Regions from separate parts of the Pan troglodytes genome. Here region 2 is linked to region 1. A link is a contact called in public HiChIP or PLAC-seq data. All regions are on one chromosome and are shown on one strand. The core of a region is the stretch at or near the end of the contact, and the rest is flanking DNA. Distances in the headings are between cores, read along the strand shown. Region 1 holds the start of PIGO (phosphatidylinositol glycan anchor biosynthesis class O). Region 2 holds the start of DNAJB5 (DnaJ heat shock protein family (Hsp40) member B5).

What was found. HiChIP or PLAC-seq counts read pairs in DNA pulled down with a chosen protein or histone mark.
Region 2: a contact with region 1 is called in an H3K4me3 HiChIP or PLAC-seq map of stem cell-derived excitatory neurons, with 2.5 times the contacts expected there. The contact joins the promoter of DNAJB5 here to the promoter of PIGO in region 1. A contact is called at or near these places in 1 of 7 Hi-C or Micro-C datasets (stem cell-derived neural progenitor cells) and 1 of 1 datasets of contacts at active chromatin or transcription factors (stem cell-derived excitatory neurons).

Annotation. Positions count from the first base shown.
Region 1 is chr11:80,886,465-80,891,834 of NHGRI_mPanTro3-v2.0_pri, reverse strand. It overlaps PIGO (phosphatidylinositol glycan anchor biosynthesis class O), which reads right to left and starts at 1,920. Exons shown (of 11, transcript XR_010148958.1): 1 at 1,818-1,920; 2 at 319-830. STOML2 (stomatin like 2) reads right to left here. Exons shown (of 10, transcript XM_520553.7): 10 at 5,146-5,370. The coding sequence ends at 5,290.
Region 2 is chr11:80,998,929-81,003,662 of NHGRI_mPanTro3-v2.0_pri, reverse strand. It overlaps DNAJB5 (DnaJ heat shock protein family (Hsp40) member B5), which reads left to right and starts at 3,164. Exons shown (of 4, transcript XM_001164764.6): 1 at 3,164-3,312.

The DNA of each region.
Region 1 (5,370 bases), core at 671-3,170:
TCTGCTTTCTTCTCCACACTTGCAAGCCAAGATCCACATCTTCTCTTCTTCCCTTCTCCCTTTTACTGAGAGGTCTCCAAGAATAAAACTTATACTCCATTCAGATTAGAAGCTTCATAGGAACAAAGCCCAGATCCCTTCTCCTCTGTCTCCCAAACTGAGCTCCCTACCAGCAGGGCCCTGGCCTCTTTCTTCTCCTCTGTCCCCCTACACCACAGTCAAGTGTGCATCTGGGCACCCAAAGGTCTGACTCCCTGACTTCAAATTTTGAAGAAATTTGCCAAGGTACTTCTGGCCTTCAAAGTGGCCCACACTGACCTGCACTGGTAAGCTGCTTAATGAGATTGTCTTCCACTATGGCGTGGCTGGCAAAGTTACTACCAGCATCAATAAAGGTAGGCAGTGAGCCAGTGGTGAGGGCCTTGAGGCGCTGCATGGTGGTGGTAGGAGGGTCAACCTGAGATCGGTAGAGCCGGGCATGGTGGGGCTGAATCTCCAGGATCCTCTGCAAGGAGCTTAGTTTGCCCAGGAAGGGTAGGGAGACAGGAGGCTCTCCAGGCACGTGTGAGTGCTGGGGCTGGGCGAAGTCAAATCGCAGAGCATCTATCAGCACCAACACAACCCGCGAAAATCGGGAAGCCATCCAGCAGGCCCCAGGTTTCCCTTGGCTCCCCCATGGCAGGGACCCAGGGCCTGGGGGCTCTTGGCAGCTGCTATGGTTGGTGAGCTCCAAACGGGTGAGCAGGAAGCCACTGGTGAAGAGGGCAATGCCAGCGTAGAAGAGGAAGCAGACCCAGGCCAGGAAGAGCAACACTGAGGCTTTCTGCATCCTGATAGGGGTGGGGAAGTAAATTCATTACTGTGGGGCAAAGAACCAGTGGATATTCTGGTCCCTGAATACAAGCCCAGCTAGAATCACTTCCTCCCGGAAACCTTCCTGGAGATAAACCATCTCACAGCCAACCCCTCGCAATATTACTGTCCTCCTATTTCCAGGCTGGGCATGGTGGCTCACGCCTGTAATCCCAGCACTTTGGGAGGCCGAGGCGGGCGGATCACCTAAGGTGAGGAGTTCGAGGCCAGCCTGGCCAACATGGTGAAACCCCGTCCCTACTAAAAATACAAAAATGGGTGGCGGGCACCTGTAGTCTCAGATACTGGGGAGGCTGACGCAGGAGAATCGCTTGAATCGGGGAGGCGGAGGTTGCAGTGAGCCGAGATTGAACCACTGCACTAGAGTCTGGACAACAGAGGGAGACGCCGTTTCATGAGGCCCCACCCCAGATCTACTGAATCAGGATCTTCGAGGGGTAGAGCATAGGAACGTTCACATGTACAGGCAGGAAATGCTAATGCTGAAAACACACAGTCAGGAGGGAAACTTATTCCAATTGGTAGTCAGGCTCTCTTACAGGCCGTTTCTGCGCCTCTCCCCTCGCCAATCTCAATACCCAGTGGAAAGGGATCGAAGCCGCAGGGGAATCCGGGCCCAGCCGACGGCGCCGCCTGGCGGGCACCGAGGGGACGAAGGGGAGGAGTCACTCTCCGCTTCCGGGCGGCCAGGTTCGCCAGGAGACCTGAGGCACGACCTTCGCCACGCAAAGAGGCTGGGGCGCGGGTCGAGAGTCGACTGGGCCTCCGCTGGGACCCAGGCGTGCGACCGGCTCTGCCTCCTCCGGTAACTACCCAGCCTCCCGCTGGGCACCCTAGCCGCGGTACTGAGCACCTTGGTTAGGAGCTGAGGGGAAGAGGGAGACTCCCTTACTTCAGGGTGGGGGAATACCCGGGGGTGAGGTTCTCGGGAGACCCTGGCTCACCTGCAATGGCACCCGGAAGTGCGGCGGCGGCGGCGCCTGCGACCTGGCAGCACAGAGATGCGTGCGCCAGACAGAGTGGCACGTCGGTGGCTCCATCGCCATCTGCCGGCACCTCGGTGGAAGTTTGGCCAGGAGCGTGGGGCTGGCCCCAGTTTGATGGGATATTTAGTAATTGAAAATTGGGGACAGGGGACCAAGCTGGAGGAAGAGTTCAGGGAACCACTGTCCATTCATGGTTACGACTAAGAGCACGGCTGCTGGAGTCAAACTTGACTTGAATCCTAGCTTGGCCGCACATATTGTCATTATTAGGCATTACCTCATCTGTAAAATGGAGATAATACTTATTTTCCCCTTTTTGCTTAGCTGAGTCCAACTGAGATTTCATTACTCCTCCTTTCAAAGCCTGTAACTAAATCTTACGACTGAATAATTAAGCAAATAATCCTTCGGAGTGGAGGAGGGGAGGCTGGGCCCAGTGGTTCACACCTGTAATCCCAGCACTTTGGGAGGTCAAGGCAGGTGGATCACCTAAGGTCAGGAGTTCAAGACCAGCCCAGCCAATATGACGAAACGCCGTCTCTACTGAAAATACAAAAGTTACCCGGGAGTGGTGGCGGGCGCCTGTGATCCCAGATACCTGGGAGGCTGAGGCAGGAGAATCACTCGACCCCGGGAGGCGGAGGTTGCAGTGAGCCGAGATTGCACCACTGCACTCCAGCCTGGGCAACAGAGCAAGACTCCCTCTCAAAAAAAAAAAAAAAATGCCAGGCACGATGACTCACACCTGTAAGCCCAGCAATTTGGGAGGCTGAGGCTGGAGAATCAGTTGAAGTCAGGAATTGGAGACCAGCCTGGCCAACATGCTGAAACCCCAACTCTACTAAAAATTACAAAATTTAGCCAGGCGTGGTGATGTGTACCTGTAGTCCCAGCTACTGAGGAGGCTGAGACTGGAGAATTGCTTGAAGCCAGGAGGCAGAGGCTACAGTGAGCTGAGATCGTGCTACCGCACTCCAGCCTAGGCGACAGAGCGAGACTCTGTCTCAAAAAGAAACAAAACCCGTCCACTGGTTTCTCATCTCAGAGTAAAAGTTCTTGCATTGGCTCTACATGGCCCTGCACACTATCTGCCTCTTCCCCTTCTGATTCATCTAGCTGCCACTTCTTTGCTTCCCTAACTCTGTTCCATCCACAGCAGTTCTGCCTCAGGACCTTTGCATTTGCCATCTCCTGTGTCAGCTTCAGTTCCCGATACCGAAATGGATCTCCATCACCTTCATATTGAAGCTCAACTGTAACATCAGCAAGGCTTCCTGCAATCCCCTACTTTACTAGTTCAGCACCTCCCACCACCACACCCCCTGGAAAAATTTCCCCTCACTTCCTTAATTTCTTCCATAGCACAACTCATCAGCATCTGAAATTCTACACGTATTTATGGTTTGTCCCCTCCGAGTAGAATGTGAGCTCATTGAGGTCAGGGAATTCTGTTTTCTTCATTATGATATCCTCAGCACCTAGCATATATTTGAGGTTCACATACTGACCAAACGAATAAAGGAATATGTTAATTTTTAAAAAAAGTTGAGTTATTCTTCCACCTTCATCCCCATAGCCCCTTATCTCAGTTCAGACCTCATCCCTTCTCTAGGATCACTGAGGCAGCCTTCTCCCTGTCCTCCCAGCCTCCTGTGTCTCCCTACTATCCCTTCTCCACATTGCAGCAAGACAGCTCTAACTAAAACATTAATGTGATTACTGTTCTTTTTTTCTTTTTTGTAGAGATAGGGTCTTACCATGTTGCCCAGGCTGGTCAACTCCTGGGCTCAAGTGATCTTCCCACCTCAGCCTCCCAAAGTGCTGGGATCACAGGTATGAGTCACCGTGCCTGGCCAATGTGATGTTTTATCTTAAAATTCTTCATGGGAAGGGAAAAAAAACCCTTCATAGGCCGGGCACAGTGGCTCACGCCTGTAATCCCAGCACTTTGGGAGGTTCAGGCGGGCAGATCATGAGGTCTGGAGTTCGAGATCAGCCTGACCAACATGGTGAAACCCTGTCTCTACAAAAAACAAAAAAATTAGCCAGGTATGGTGGCGCATGCCTGTAATCCCAGCTACTAAGGAGGCTGAGGCAGAATTGCTTGAACCCGGGGGGCGGAGGTTGCAGTGAGCCGAGATCATGCCATTGCACTCCAGCCTGGACAACAGAGGGAGACGCTGTCTCAAACAAACAAACAAAAAAACCCTATTACCCTAGGGATAATGTCCAACCCCTTCAACAAGAATCTCATTCCTTGTGACTTGGCCCTTGCCATGTAGTCACATCCCCCTTAACACTATACCCTTCAGCCAACTTCTCTCAAGCAGTGAGCCTTTGTTTATTCTAGTCCAGGACCTGACTTGGTGAAAACTTGCTAACTTTTCCAGCCTGAGTTCAGTGGCAGTCAGCAATGCTGCTACTCATAAGCTGATATGCTCTTCCCACCAAGATCCCTCAGCCAGAACTTTCCTCTACCACAGCATTTATCACTTTTTTTTTTTTTTAAGAGAGTGTCTCACTGTTGCCAGGCTGGAGTGCAATGGCGTGATCACGGCTCACTGCAGCCTCCACCTCCCAGGTTCATGCAATTCTCCTGCCTCAGCCTCCCAAGCAACTGGGACTACCCGCACATGCTACCACGCCCAGCTAGTTTTTGTATTTTTAGTAGACGGGGTTTCACCATATTGGCCAGGATGGTCTCAATCTCCTGACCTCATGATCTGCACACCTAGGCCTCCCAAAGTGCTGGGATCACAGGTGTTGAGCCACCACGCCCGGCCACATTTATCACTTTCTATCACTGTCTGCTTCCTGTCTGTTTTCCCTACCTGACCTTGTATTCTGTGAAAGCAGGGACCACTGGGTTTCAGGTATTTTTGTAATCCAGTGTCTAGTAATGAGCTTGGCACTTGGTAGACATTCAATGTTTTTGAATAAATGAATGAGGAGTACCCTCAGTCCCTGAAAACCCTTTAAGTATGCCAGTGCAGGGTAGTAGTTTCTCATGAAAGTACTTCTTTCCCATGAAAAAACCCCCAAACACCTGCCTCAAACACACAGCCCCACACTTAGCAGGAAGGGGACTTCACTTCCCAGCCAGCAGTTCAGTGAACATATGGTTTAACACTTCCACCCTATCCCACAGTTTCTCTTGAAGACAAAAATGATAGTTTCACTTTACAAGAAGTTCACTCTTATTCATGGAGGCATCATGCTGACAGGACTGGATCCAAGGAAAATGCTAGTGACTTTCCCAACTTCATTCCCTAATCAAAGAGGACAGTTTCTGGTTTGCCACTGGTGAGTTTATTACACGACTAAAGTTCAAATAAAAAAATAAAAACCAAAATCTTGGCAGGGAAGCTAGAGCCAGAATCAGGAAAATCTGCTTCCTTGTCCCCAGACTCCCTGGCCAAGCCCAGCTCCACTAACTCATCTTGACTCGATCAAGTTCCTCATCAAGACTTGCATCTGTACCCTGGACATCTCTGCTGCTCCCACTGGAGAG
Region 2 (4,734 bases), core at 1,915-4,414, 110 kb before region 1:
GTAGTCTTCCTTCCCCCCAGGATTCTCTGTTTCTACTGGCAACAGGGCCTGGCAGCCTCCCACACCCAGATCTTAGCAACCATGGGAACCCCTGGCAACCATTACCATGGTGACAAGACAGGGAACTGAAAACAGGCTGGGGGCACTTCCTCTGCAGCCTTTGGGATGTGAGCAGGATAGGGGCTCCCTTCCCTATACAGTCTGGGAGGGAACATGTGCCTCTGTCTAAAACACCTCCTCACTGGCACCCACCCCCACCCCTGCCCACGGGTTCCGGTTCCCTCAGGGTGAGGAAATGAGGGACACCTAGGGTTATGACGTCTCCAAGGGGAGGGAGGGTGAGTGGGGGCGTTTGGGACTGGCATGATCGCAGATGCGTGCATACGCTGGCAGACATGGTGTCAATGTGTCAGTGGCTATATACCTTATCCACTCTTTGTCATGTAGACACATGCCCGCACAGTCATTTACTCACACATGTACACTGACCCAAAATCATATACCTACAACATATAACAGAATCAGGCACACCACCACACAAAAATAACTGCACAGATCCACTCACAAATCTCATTACCAGTACCACACTACAAATAACTCCCAATCAGACTCAAAGATTTATAGATGCACTCACACTCCCAGCATCTGTGAACATGTAGAGTAATGGTTAACTTGGTTGAGTTAACCAAATTAACCATTGGTTGGGTATAAACTACATGCCCAGCTCAGAACTAAGTGCACTACCTGTGTTACCTTAATTAACCCTCTCAACAACCCCCTGAGGCACCAATCCCCATTTACAAAGGAGATGAGGCATGAGTGTGGCGTGTAAGCTCACAAGGTGCATAGACTCCAGACCACACTGTCACAGTCCATGCCACACTGAGCACTACACACACGTGACACCCAGGACAATGGGACTGAGGGCAGGAACCGAGGACTAGGCAAACAGTGGAGTCCGTGCCACCAACACCTGAAGGCACAGTCCTGCACCCTCAAAGGTCCGAGCCTACACTTTAGCATTAGCAGGGGCCAGGTAAAGGCTGGTGACTAAACTCTCTGCCTCCGTGTTGGCACAGGCAAGGCTGGGGGAGGCAAAAGAGACAGAACTGGAATAGGAAGAAGTAGAGCCACCCACAGCCTGGGCCCCACGGGTCTGGAGGTGGAAGAGTGAGAGCCCCCAGATCTGAGGAGCCAGCAGCGGTGCAGGGCCCCTCACCCCACCTTACCCATCTCTGTGTCACACAGAGATGTCCATCCCTCCTCCCTCCCCTCCCCCTTCCTCACTCCTCCTCACCCCATCTCTGTGCCTCATCCTTTCATTACTCACCCCTTCTTTCCTCATCCCTCACCCTGCCTTCCTGCCCCTCCGCAGCCCTTCTTTCCTTATCCCCCACCCTGCCTTTCCTCCCCTCCCCAGCCCTCCTTTCCTCTGCCCTCCTTACTCCCACCCTATGGCTCATCTGCCCCATGCCCCTCCCCCTCATCCCCCTCACCCCATCTCACCATCCTCTCACCACCCCCTCTCCCTACCTCCCCTCCCTCAACCCCATTTCCTCAAATTCCTCATGCTCCTCGTTTCCCCACATTCATCACCCATCTCTGCTCCCCTCCTGGCCCCCAACCCCACTTCCTTTCCATCCTCCTCTCACCCCAAGTCTCTTTCTTCCTTCACACCTCATGCCCCTTTACCCTTGGGAGCCCCATAGTGACTCCTGGCATGAAGGTAGGTAGTGAAGAATCTACAGACATGACCCCAGGACCCTGGCACCCCCCCCACCCCCTTGCTCTGCTCTTGGCCCAGGTACTCAAGCCGCAGTTTCTAGCAAGACCTCATGGGTGTCCAAACTCTGTCTCTGGAAAATAGGAAAGAAAGAAGTAAAGGAGAGCTTCTGGCCTGACCCTTCTTTTATCATCAACCCCCCAGCACTCCCCTCCCCCACTTCACCCCCAAATTACTCCCTCCCCACCCCCGCTCCCTCGAGCACAGATGGGCCTGGGAGACAGTGACGTGGGCGCCAGGCACCGTGTCTGCTCGAGTGGCGGCTTCCGCTGGCGACCGCCTCCGCAGCCCCGCCTGCTCCCTGCATCGGGGACACTGGGGCTGAGATCTAATGACTTAATGGGGGGTGGGGGAGACTAGAGATTCTGAGGGTGTTAAGGAAGGGGATCTTGGGGAGTGAGATGAAAGATGAAAGGGGAGAGCTAGGATAGGAGATCGCGGTGTAAAGAAAGAACCAAGAATAAGACAAAACGGATCACTGCGGGAAGGAAGACAGATCATCGAGGGCCAAGAAGGAAAGGGCTAAAACACAGGCATTCCAGGGGGAAGCAGGATGAGAGACTGATTAGAAGGGGGACTGAAATGGGGACCGCGGGGTCGCTGAAGAGGGGCGCGAGGATGAGGGGCTGTACAGAGGGTGGGCGGGGGAGATTCCTGGAGGCACCGGCCTGGGCAGAGCCATGCGTTTCCCTCGGGGGAGAGGTCCGGGGGGCTCTGAAACCCGGCATCCGTGGGGTCTGTTAGAGATTCCGTTAGGTCACATCAGGCCACCGCGGGGTCAGGATAAGGTAAAGCTAAATGAGGTCAGCTTGAGGTGGTTACACCGTTGGCTGAAAGGCGAGTAAGAAGTGCTGACCTTTTGGCCCCGGTCCAGGGACTACACCTCCCAGAGTGCACTGTTCTCTCCCCCTTGCCCCCCAATGAAGAAAGGAAAGAATGCACGGCCGCACGGCCAACTGGTGGGTACAGTTTTCCTTTAAGGCTGCCTTTGACGTCGCAAGGGTTCCAGAAGGTTCTCCTGGGATTCGAGCAGTGGCCAGTACGTCCCACCTTCTCAACCCGGAGATTGGACTAATATAGTTTGCCCCCGGGCTCGGGTCTGAGTCTCAGGCACGAACCAATAAAATCAAAGGGCGCGCGAGGTTGCCGCCCTCTGTCTTTTTCACCAATGGCACGACAAGATGGCAAAGAGGCGTGGTTGAGTGATCCCAGAGGGCGCCAATCAGATCCACACCAATCACTGCCTGGAATGTGTGCGCGTGTGGCCGGGTGACAGGGGCGGAGGATGGGCGGCTATCACCAAGCCGCTTGTTGAAAACTGCCCAATCACAGTAGAGGCTGAGCTGAGTGACAGGAAGGCGGTTCAATGGGCGGCGCGGAGGCGGAGCCGTGGGGGCGGGCTCCCGGTCCCGCTGTCGGCGGCCGGCGGGCAGGCGACTCCTGTCCCGGGTGGAGGCGGCGGAGCCGGAGCCGGGGGAGGGGGCAGCGGCTGTCTCACGGACCACGGCGGCGCCCGCAGCTCCTCACCGGTGAGGGCGCCGAGCCAGGACTCGGGGGTCCCGGGAGCGGGGCGTCGTGAAGCCAGGGCTCCTGGTGTCGGGGGGTTGGGACACTGAGGGCCCGTAGGCTCTGCTGCCTTGGGGATGCGGGGCCCCGGGGTCTGCAGGGTGCTCGGAGTCCTCGACCCGGGCTTGGCTGTCACAGGGGGCGGCCAGCGTCTGAGTCGGGGAGGGGAGGGGAGGGGAGGGGAGGGTCGAGTCGGACCGGACCAGATTGGGTTCTGTGGGGCGGAGGCATCTGTGAGCAGACCAGCCAGCCAGCGCGGGTGACATCACCGACCACCCTCCCCCGCCCGAGCCCCCTCCCCTCCTCTCCTCGCCGCGCCTTTTGTCCCGGCCGAGCTCCGCTCTGCCCCGCCCATCTGCGAGGGAGGAGACTCCCGTCAGTGACTTCATTGAGTAGGTTCTTGGGGATTGGGGTCGGGTCCTCCCCAGTGAGAGGCGACAGGAGCTCACTGCCTCTCGGGCCCTCACAATCACACCTGTCACAGGTATACACGCTGCCACTCACAAACACACGCTTGCACTCCCAGCCTCACTGACACACTGCCATACAGCCGCTCACAGCCAGCCAGACACTGCTGCACCTGAAAGCAGGTGGCCGCGGGTCTTCTCCCTTCACTCTCCACACTTGGGGATCAGGTCCGGCACCTGCTGCGCCAGACAGGCCTTGCTGGGCACGCGCCTCTGAGAGTCCAAGGAGGTGGCTTCCAGAGCTGCAGCACTTCAGGCCGGCTCCGGTGGAGCGATCAGAGGTGAGGGGCTTGGCTGGGCATGTTTAAGCGCACAGTGCTCTCCTGCCCACCCCCAGCAGCACCCCCACTGCAGGCCCGAGGAGCTTTCCGGAGCTTCCCACACTCCTGGGGAGAAGACTTCTTAGCCAGCTTGATGTTTAAAATTCAGCTGGAGCCCTTAAAACTTCGAGCGTGGACGCTGAATGGGTTTGTAAAGTTTCGGTAAGTCCCTCCGGAGAAGGGCACTCATACCCATACCCAGTCAAACCCTCCACGCGGCCATCCCCTCCATTGCCTTCCTGCTTCCTCCACCTCATCCTCATCCCCTCTGTGACATACAGGAACCCCCCTCCGGCCTCACCCACATATTTGAATGAATTGCACCCCTTATCATTCCTCTTCTTTTCTCAAACCCTTCAGGTATCCATTTTCCACAGACATTTCCTCCATTATTTCAACTCTCGACATTCCTCCCTTTCAACCCATCATTAACCCATTTTCCACCTCAGCCATTTCCATCTGTCACTCATCCCCCTCCATCAGTACCTCATTTTCTGTATCAGCCATCTCCCCTCCCTGTACCTCAACAGTCCCCCTCGCCATTTTCTCCCCATTTTTCCTTCCTGCCTCTACCTTAACATCCTCCTCATTCTTCTCC